3 separate regions of the Rattus norvegicus genome follow, and all the other regions are linked to region 1. A link is a contact called in public Hi-C and HiChIP or PLAC-seq data. All regions are on one chromosome and are shown on one strand. The core of a region is the stretch at or near the end of the contact, and the rest is flanking DNA. Distances in the headings are between cores, read along the strand shown.

Region 1 (2,906 bases), core at 138-2,637:
CTTGCGCTTCCTAGGCAAGCGCTCTACCACTGAGCTAAATCCCCAACCCCAAATTAAGGTCTTTATACTCACTTTACAATTATTTTTGTTACTCTTAAAAAATATATTCTTTTGCTAAACACCTCTTTTTCATAAAAACGGAAGAGGAATGGTCCTTTTTTTCCTAAAAACCTACACTATTAACAAGAGCCCTGATTTTCATAGTCCCAGAGAAGGACAGTGAGGTAAGTGAAACTGGCGACTATATTAATCAACAGGACAGCACAAAAGCACTGTGTTAGATCCTCAAGAAACAAAGCCAATATTAACTACAGCAGGATTAGTAAACACTGAACAAATGTATCTCAACCACCAATATGTTTAGGGAATCCCTTTGTGGATCCGAAAGAACCCAACAGTTCTTTTGGACTTTGCCTGTTCGCATTAAACAGTGAAAAACTACACACTGTTACTGCCCGCATACAAGGAATTAAGTGTTGGGTTTGGGAAATCTTTAGTCCTATGAATGCGATTAAGTTTACGAGGAAAAAAGAAAATAAAAAGGATTCATACTGTTGTTCACAAGATTAGAGTGAAGTCTCTCATCCCACGCACTACAGTTTTGAGGAATTCCCTGAATCTAGGCCATATAACTGGTAATCTCATCTTTATTGTCATCCATGTCGTCCTCTCCCTATCAGACCCTCCCTTTCCCACTTTGCTCCCCGAGTATCGGACTTATTTCTATGACTGTAAGATAGCAGAATAAATTTGGTATTTTTCCATTATTGCAAAGATTCCAAGGCTGGGGACGTTGCTCACAGGCAGCGCACTTGCCCGGCATGAACCGGGGACCCTGGGTTCCAGACCCAGCATCGCAAAACGAGAAAAAAGCCAATCTAGTGAAGAGGGATATTTCGATCGTTTTTGTTTTTCAGGATTTTTGCCCTTGCAAAAGGCAAAACCTGCCTCCCGTCGGGCCCGCACACATCCAGCACCAGCGGGCAGCCCAGGTGCCCGGGTACAACTCGCAGCCGCGGAGGGCAGCGCGCTCGTGCGCCCTCTGCCGGCAAGGCCTGGGGACCCCGCTACCTGGATCGGGCGCCTCCCGAAGCGGTTGACGGCGTTGGGATCTGCGCCGGCTTCCAGGAGCTGCCGCACCGTCTCCACCTGTCCCCGCGCCGCGGCGGTGGCCAGGCCCGCGTCACTGCCGCCGCCCAACATGCCCTTGTCCCCGGTCCGTGGCAGAAATGGTCCTCCGCCGGCCTTGAGATTGTTACAGCCTCGTCTCTGAGCCGCTCCTCCTCTCTGGGGACCCAGCAGCTGTGGTGAGCGTCCGGGGAAACGCTCGAGCCCTAGCGCCTGGGAACCGCACCTCAGGCACAGCTGACTTGTGCCGGGTGGGGAGCCCGCGGGCACTGTGCAGCTGCGTTCAGCACCGCCGCCGGTCCCGCCCCCTCAGACCACGCCTGCTAGTCTGACCCCGCCCACATTTGGTGACGTCACGAGGCAAGGGGCGGTGGGGGGGAGGGGTGCGGTATCGGAGTCGGAAGGTCTTAAACGCCTGCGCAGAACATTAAGCTTTCTAGTCTGGAACTTACCCTGGCCGGTTGGCTATTTTTGAAAAAGTTGTGCCTCTGCACTCAGCAGGCATAACAGAGGTCTTTATTTAGCCCAGGCCTGCAGGTTTCGCTCTGGAGACATTAATCGCTCTTTTGCAATCGACTAGCTGAAAGAAAGCCTTTAGGGTGGAAAATGTCCACTTTGTGAAATCGCTTGAAAGTGACAACACCTGTCATGCGCAAGGCTCGTTCATCTCAAGGCGGTATTTGAATTTAACGAGTTTCACTTCTAGCATCAGACCGAGCAGTTTTCTTTTGACAATGTCTTCCTATTTAGTCAGCAGGGGGAGGGGGGGGGGGAATCCCAAGGATCCCGTTTTGCCTCTCTTTAAATTGTTTGCCCGTGAGCTGTGGTTGTAATTCTGAAGGTAAAAAATAAATAAAAAAAATAACGTTTTAGAGAAAGGTAAGATCACACACACACACACACACACACACACACACACACACACACACGTGGATCATAAGAATTTAAGATCCCTGGACGTGTGCCTGTACTCACCTACTTGGAGGCTGAGACAGAAGGGTCCCTGAACTCCAGAAGTTCAAAGACAATCAGTATATAACTCACCAGGCCTCCTTCCAAAGCCTCTAAGGTGGTCCAGTTCCACGTGTGTACTGTATATCTTAGTTTGCCCTCTTACCGATTGAAACCCACCTCAGCAAGTATTTGATTTTTAGCTATCATGTGTAATAAAGGTATTTATGCAGGAATAATGAAACAATAAAACTTGGGTGTGGTGCTGGACCTGTCATTAAACAGGGTGAACCTGTCATTAAACCCTCCTCTGAAGATGTAAAGATCAAGTGTTGCATTTCTCCCTAATCTTCCCAGGGGAGACTGAGTGAACATATTGCTTTCCCATTTTTAAATGTAACAGTTGATGCAACAGTGAAATGGGAAGAGAGCCACACGTCTGTTGCCCAACAACTCTGGGGAGATGGCTGTGTGAGAAGGCTGGGCAGTTCTTACAAAACAGGTTCAGAGTGCTTATGAAGGGGGGGTCTTAAAGGAAGACAGGTGTTTTATTTACAAAAATCAAAGACTTCAGAACGCATCTCCTGGTACACCTGAGTCAGATTCCCCATTTAGAACTATTTGCTGATGACTACTCCACTCTTAGTCCGCAGCAGAAGACTAGAAGTCTCCTTCTGGGTAAAACGAGTTTATAAACTGTTTATGTCCCCCTCCCCCCTAGGGAGTCAGTCATTCACTGTTGCCAGGGTGCACAGGCAGAATGGCAATGGAGGAAGAAAGAGTTTGGTGTTTTGTTAGCAAGTAGAAGAACTAAACCATCAGGTTGG
Region 2 (2,906 bases), core at 249-2,748, 200 kb after region 1:
TCTATAGGGCTTTATTCCTATATAAGTCTTCGGGAATAGAGTTCCTTGATTATTTTCTTTATCACTTGCCTGGGAGGACACTATTTATATAATTAACATTTATATTTTGAATCTGGCTGTGTGGCCCATTGTTCTCTTATGCCTTGCATGGAGAAACATTAGTTAGAAAGAATCTCTCAATTGATCTGAGGGAGAGACAACTTCCTAAGAGGCAACTTGGGGCGGTGAGTGAGTGAGGAAGAGGGTTGGTCTGAGTAGCTTGCAAACCAGAACCTTCTGTCATCCCAAATTAGGTTGTGTTGTACTCCTGTGTCTCTCTCCCCAAGCAGAAGCAGGTCTCAGTCCATGGGAGGTTATTCCTGGTGTGTAATTAGCCTCTGGCTGTCAGACACAAATATGTCTGAAAGTAAGATCAAGGTCTGTGAGCCTTTAGGGGAGGAAAATTGAACTCAACCCTGAAAATTCCCCTAGCCATTTGCAAAGGCCACCCTGCAGTGACTGCTGTTTTCACCAAGGTTTATCTTTACAGGTGTTTGGTAGAAGCCTAGACAGCCAGTCAGCCAGTGTGAGTCATCTGACTGTGGTAAGATTAGAAATTCCTGAAACATGATAAAGAATCCGGAGTCTGAGGCAGGAAAGATGAAGGGAAATGCCTTCTGCAGCTCCCACCACTGGTTCCCACCCTGTGACCTTACCTTCTATAACTTTTGGGTAGGTTTGGGCAGTGACCTGCTTGCTTTCCCACCCCCAGCCCTTTCCTCCTCCTCCTATTCATTTTTAAGTATTTATTTATTTTATGTACATGTGCCTGAGTGTGTGTATATGTACTAGAGCCCATGGAGGACAGAAGAGGTACTTTGTTCCTCTGGAACTAGAGTTACAGGTAGCGATGAGCTGCCACGTGGGTGCTGGGAGCAGGACCCGGATCCTCTAACAGAGCAGTAAGCACTCAAAAGCTGAGCCATCTCTCTAGCTTCTCTTCCTTTTAGTTTCCTCTTTCATTGACTTTCCAAAGTCAAGAAATATTATTTCCATTGAGTGTGTGTAAAGGTGGTAGATTTAGATATCAGTTAGGAGAAAACTGAAAAGAAGAAATAGAGGAGGGAGAGATAGGGATGGGGGGGGGGGACGGGAGGGGAGGGGGCTGGAAAAGACAAACAGAGGAGTGTCCGGATGGAGGGGAATTGAGGTGGAGTCAGGCGGCTCTGCCTTCAGACTTAGTGATGTCTTACTGCCTTCACGTGTAAATGAATGGACAGACTTAGCGGAACAACGCCTTCTTGTTTGTAAATGCCATAAAGTAAACAAAAGCTGCTAAAACCAGACCATATTCTCCGCACATTTGAAATTGCTACGAGGCAGGCCTCTCTGGTTCCGGTTCATCGTAGAAGGGTCTCCACCCTCTGCCTTTTTTCGGTACTAAAATCTGAGAACCGAAGTTTCAGATGCTGTTCGCGGGAAGCTCTATTCATTGAGAGAGCAGTTCAGAATATACGCGGTTTTAATCTATCCCCGGGGAGCTCCTGAGTCCGCTGTCTAGACCAACTTGCTTCGTAAGTGCAGAAGTGAGGATTAGTTTGACTTTGACGACACCTAGTGGCTGTTTGTTGGTTGTGCTCGTCAAACGGAATAAAAATCAGTGATGTTACCAACTCCTGAGGCAACTTCTCCCCCCCCCCCCCCCCTTCACAAAGCTACTCGAATTTGGCAGAAGCTTCAAGATAAAACAGCTTAGTGGTAAAGTCAGCTATATTCTCACTTCTGCCTTTTACTCTGCCTTTAGACAGAATTCTCTCGGCCTAACTGCTTGTAGGGAGCACATTATGTCACCCAAGGAAACCTCTAAGGGCTGCAGACTGGCCACAATTGGGTCAACTCAACTGATGAGCTGAGAGTCATATTGAGAGAGAGTCAGACATAAGAAGAACTCTATGGTTATGGAAAAAGTCTTTCCCCGCCCCTGCTTTATAATGATTCACTAGGCTACACATTGCTACTCTTGTTTTCTGGGATTGCCAGGTGTTAGTAATGAATGTCTCTAAAATGAATATGCAGACAATAGTTGTTCATTCCACTAATGGAGAACACACGTTAATGGAGCACTTCACTGTTATCGAGTTTGGCTGAGGCACTCTGCATTTTTACACCATAATCTTTGAGAATCTTATGTATGTACAGAATGTATCTTTTACGTAAGTTGGTTCTTTGACAATTTCATAATCTATACAATGCATTCTATTTACTCTAGCTCCTCTCCCCCCATCACCTCTTTAAATGCCACTTTCACAGATTTCTGACTTTTGGTTTTGTTCTGTGACCATCTGGGTAACCATTACATCCGGAGCCAGGCTGGGTCTTCAGTGAAAACACAGATGAAGACAGGGACTCATTAAATTATCTCTAAAGCGTTTTTGCATGTGTATTCATGCATATAGATAGGTGTGTATTGTCACTGTATATTAGCTTTTGATTGGCTCAGACTCCCCTGTCATAAAAGGTCCATGCCTATTCCCAATCAAGCAGTCCTTCAGACTTGGGTTCCTGACCCATGGCTATCCAGTCCAGTTGGTGCCCTTGAAACCTGAGTGCAAGACTTCCAGGGAATCTTTGACCTCTTTACTCCCTTTGAGTTTAAATCTTTTGGGGGTAGTGTCTTACTGTCTTCAAACTCGGTGACAGTGAAGTGCTTCCTTCTAGCCAATTTCCCACATCTGTCAATAGAGGTGACTCTGATTAACTGGGGAGCCGACCTGAGCCCTGGAGATAACCTGGCCAATATACAGCAGACACTAAACTGTGGAAAACTCATGCTCTGCTGATTTCCCCTGGAGGGCCTTCCCTGTGGGACCTTTAGGACGGAAGTATTCCCCACCTCCAACAGAACTCTGTGAATGACACACTGATCC
Region 3 (2,906 bases), core at 169-2,668, 140 kb before region 1:
GGCTGATACTCTTGGCTTTGGGATTGATTGGTGAGAGCTAGCTTTGTACACTCCAAAAAGATTGACCCCATAGGCACAAGGACGTTAGGGCACAGAAAGGTAGGTATCAAGACAAGGCAAGATAACTTGGCTCTGGGCCTGCAACTTTCCAACTCTCCATAGTCACTGAAACCCTGACCAGTCAATCGGCCTTATGGAACGTTATGTAGATACTTTTTCTTTGGGAACTTTCAATTAACACTGTTGAAAAAAAAAGATAGCAGAATTTCCTTCCTTGATTTCTTCCCAACCACAGAATAATGTATAGCTTTTCTATATTTCAGAGACCACCCTTAAGATAGCTGTCACCCAGGGTTAGAGAGATGGCTCAGGGGTTAAGAGCACTTGTAGAGGTAAATTCGGTTTCTAGTACCTACCCATATCAAGAAGTTCACAGTTGCCTGTTGCTCCAGCTGCAGGCTGAATTCTGGACACACACACACACACACACACACACCTGCAATCATTTATGTGCACATACAGATAAATAATGAAATAAATTAAGAAAAAAATAAGATAGCTGCTGGTCAGCATTTTGTTTGGGACAGCTTGTACCATCAAAGGCTACAATGATCATCCAAGTAGAGAAGAGATAGTGTGAGTAGAAAAGGGATAGGGCCTCTCAGAGCGAGTATCCAGGGGAAACATCACTGGGGTCAGAGTGGGTCCTGCTGGTATCGCATCATGGAGACACAGGTCCTGAATCTGAATCCTGCCGTACTGTATGCTGCCCCGGCATAGAAAGTTGTTATAATTTTTGCTTGTTTTATTGGAGTGAGGATTGAAGCTAGGACCTCCTTGGATGCCAGATAAACACTCTAGTGCTGACCTAAATAGCAAGCCCTCTTTTTATTTTTGAGATAGACTCTCAATATTGCTCAAGATGGTCGTGAACTCACTCTGTAGCCAAGTAAAGACTTTGACCTTGCCATACTGCTGCTCAGGATTCATGAGTGATTGGGATTACAAATCTGCACCACTAGCCATTGTGTAAAGGATTTTAAAAATGCCCCTCGCCTGGTGTTGGGGAAGATCCTGCCCCCTTAATAGCTTCCCGCCAAACTGTTACTAAATAAACCAGTTTGTAAATCAGAGCTCTGGGGGCGGGAATCTCAAGCTAGCACTCTTCAGTATCCCTCCGCCCTCCCCAAAGCCCTGGAATGCGGCAGAGCCTGATTTCACAGCCCTGGCCACCGAGGCAGGAAATTCACTGCAGAGCTGGCAGTATTGCGCGACCTCACGAAGTTCTTGTGAAACAGTTAAAAGACAAAGTGCCAAACAACTTCTACTTTGACCACTGACGCGCCCTCAGACCGCACAGACCAGCAGAAGCCGAAAAGTCTGCAAAAGGGGCGGGAGGCGGGAACCTGATTTGAGGAGGAGGGTGCCAGGAGGGCAGCCAATCCCGCGCTCCCTGGGAGGAAGAGGAGGAGCCAGAGCCCACGGGCCCCTGCACCGCTCACTCTCGCGCCGTGCCAGCCCCGCAGTCTCCCCTTGGTCCAGCGCTGCGGCCCGCCGTGGACTTCCCCGGTGCAGACATGGCCTCGGGCTCCGCCTGCACGGCAGTGAAGGTGAGACACCCTACAAGCTGCTATTGGGCTAGTTCTGCTTGGCTCCCTCTCGTCCCTCCGCAGGGGCCGCGCCTCCGGGCTGTGTCCCCAGCCTGAGAGCCCCCCACCCAAGGTTCAGCCGGGAGGTGCAGGGGCGCGGCACCCACCGCCAATGCACCCCGATGTCCCCAGCCTTTGAACTCATCTGCATTCCGGGCCCGGGCGGTGGTAACTGGGGCTCCGATGGGGAGTGGGGTGATGAAGGGGGACACTGCGCCCCGCTGCCACCCTCTTTCAGTACCACTCCCCCCTGGAGATGCTCCAGGCGGGAGCTGATGTGTGTCCCAGCTCGTGCAACTGCTCTGCCGGTTCCTCTAGCCTTACGGGACTTGAGCTTCCGCTCTTGACTCGGCCCACGTGGGAGAGCAAGCACTTGCTCTTTTGCACGCTTCGCTTTTGCTTTTTTCCCCCACCAAACTTAGATTTCCTTTTGCTTTGTTTTACCTCCGCAGCGCAGAGCTGTGGGAGTTCTGAGACTTTTTCCAGTACTGAAACGGAGTGCGGACCGCTCCCAGCCTGGAGGCCTCAGTCTTTAAACTGCTTTGCAACCTTGAAAGTTAGAGCTATTTTCTTAGGCCTCAGGTCCCCAGAGATCTAGACACAAGGGACTCTTGTGTGCTGGGAACAGCTGGCCAGAGGAGAACATGAGTTCAGAGAGTTGGAGTGAGCCTCCCTCCCCTGGGTCTTTTAAACACATCCTGATTGATGGGTAGAGAGTGGAATAACAGAGCAGAGGAAAAACTAGTGGCTAAGTCCTTTCTAGCCTGTTTATTATTAGCCAAGAACGCAGTTAATTTGATTCACTTTGGGAATTTCTAACCCGTGATGCAGGAAGTACAATTTTCTTCAGGCATCCTTTTTGATTCCCTGCAGTGCTGTTTGATTCCCTTGCAAGAGGCCCATCTCTGCATTTAGCCTGCAGCCTGCCTGGGCTTTGTATCCTGGGGCCTTGCAGGGCTTCAGGAACCAACCAGGATGAGAGCAGGGGGTGAGGTGGCTGCACTAAGACATACTGGCCAACTTTTTTTTTTTTTTCCGATTTCGAGAAGGATGTTTACATTTATAGAAAGCCACGGGTCTGTGGGAATTTTTACCATATTGTAGGCTGGAAGGGCTAGAAATATGGTGTCTGTACTAAGTATAATTCACTTCTTAGGGGTGGAGATAATTCCAAATGTCCATGGATCACATGCACCTTTCTCTTAACAGCATATTTTACATGGGGCCAGATGTAAATATTTGTTCTTAACTGAAAAG

The links. A called contact is a pair of places that touch in the nucleus more often than the background predicts. HiChIP or PLAC-seq counts read pairs in DNA pulled down with a chosen protein or histone mark.
Region 2: a contact with region 1 is called in a Hi-C map of the A7r5 cell line, with 6 times the contacts expected there. The contact joins the enhancer-like site here to the promoter of Cdkn2b in region 1. A contact is called at or near these places in 6 of 12 Hi-C or Micro-C datasets (the A7r5 cell line, Schwann cells, frontal cortex and 3 more) and 1 of 1 datasets of contacts at active chromatin or transcription factors (oligodendrocytes).
Region 3: an H3K27ac HiChIP or PLAC-seq map of oligodendrocytes shows a contact between it and region 1, with 7 times the contacts expected there. The contact joins the promoter of Mtap here to the promoter of Cdkn2b in region 1. A contact is called at or near these places in 6 of 12 Hi-C or Micro-C datasets (the A7r5 cell line, Schwann cells, hepatocytes and 3 more) and 1 of 1 datasets of contacts at active chromatin or transcription factors (oligodendrocytes).

What each region holds. Positions count from the first base shown.
Region 1 is chr5:109,133,468-109,136,373 of GRCr8, forward strand. It overlaps Cdkn2b (cyclin-dependent kinase inhibitor 2B), which reads right to left and starts at 1,388. Exons shown (of 2, transcript NM_130812.4): 1 at 1,072-1,388. The coding sequence starts at 1,203. It overlaps LOC102552523 (a long non-coding RNA gene), which reads left to right and starts at 2,349. Exons shown (of 9, transcript XR_010051861.1): 1 at 2,349-2,581; 2 at 2,801-2,901.
Region 2 is chr5:109,337,748-109,340,653 of GRCr8, forward strand. No RefSeq gene overlaps it. Among named protein-coding and RNA genes, the nearest start is that of Dmrta1, 190 kb to the right of the region's middle. Within about 2 kb of position 1,499, at least 13 of the 93 cell types and tissues checked have an H3K27ac peak or open chromatin away from gene starts, as enhancers often do. A contact at or near this core is called in the A7r5 cell line, where this site is marked.
Region 3 is chr5:108,988,852-108,991,757 of GRCr8, forward strand. Mtap (methylthioadenosine phosphorylase) reads left to right here and starts at 1,419. Exons shown (of 8, transcript NM_001394049.1): 1 at 1,419-1,610. The coding sequence starts at 1,578.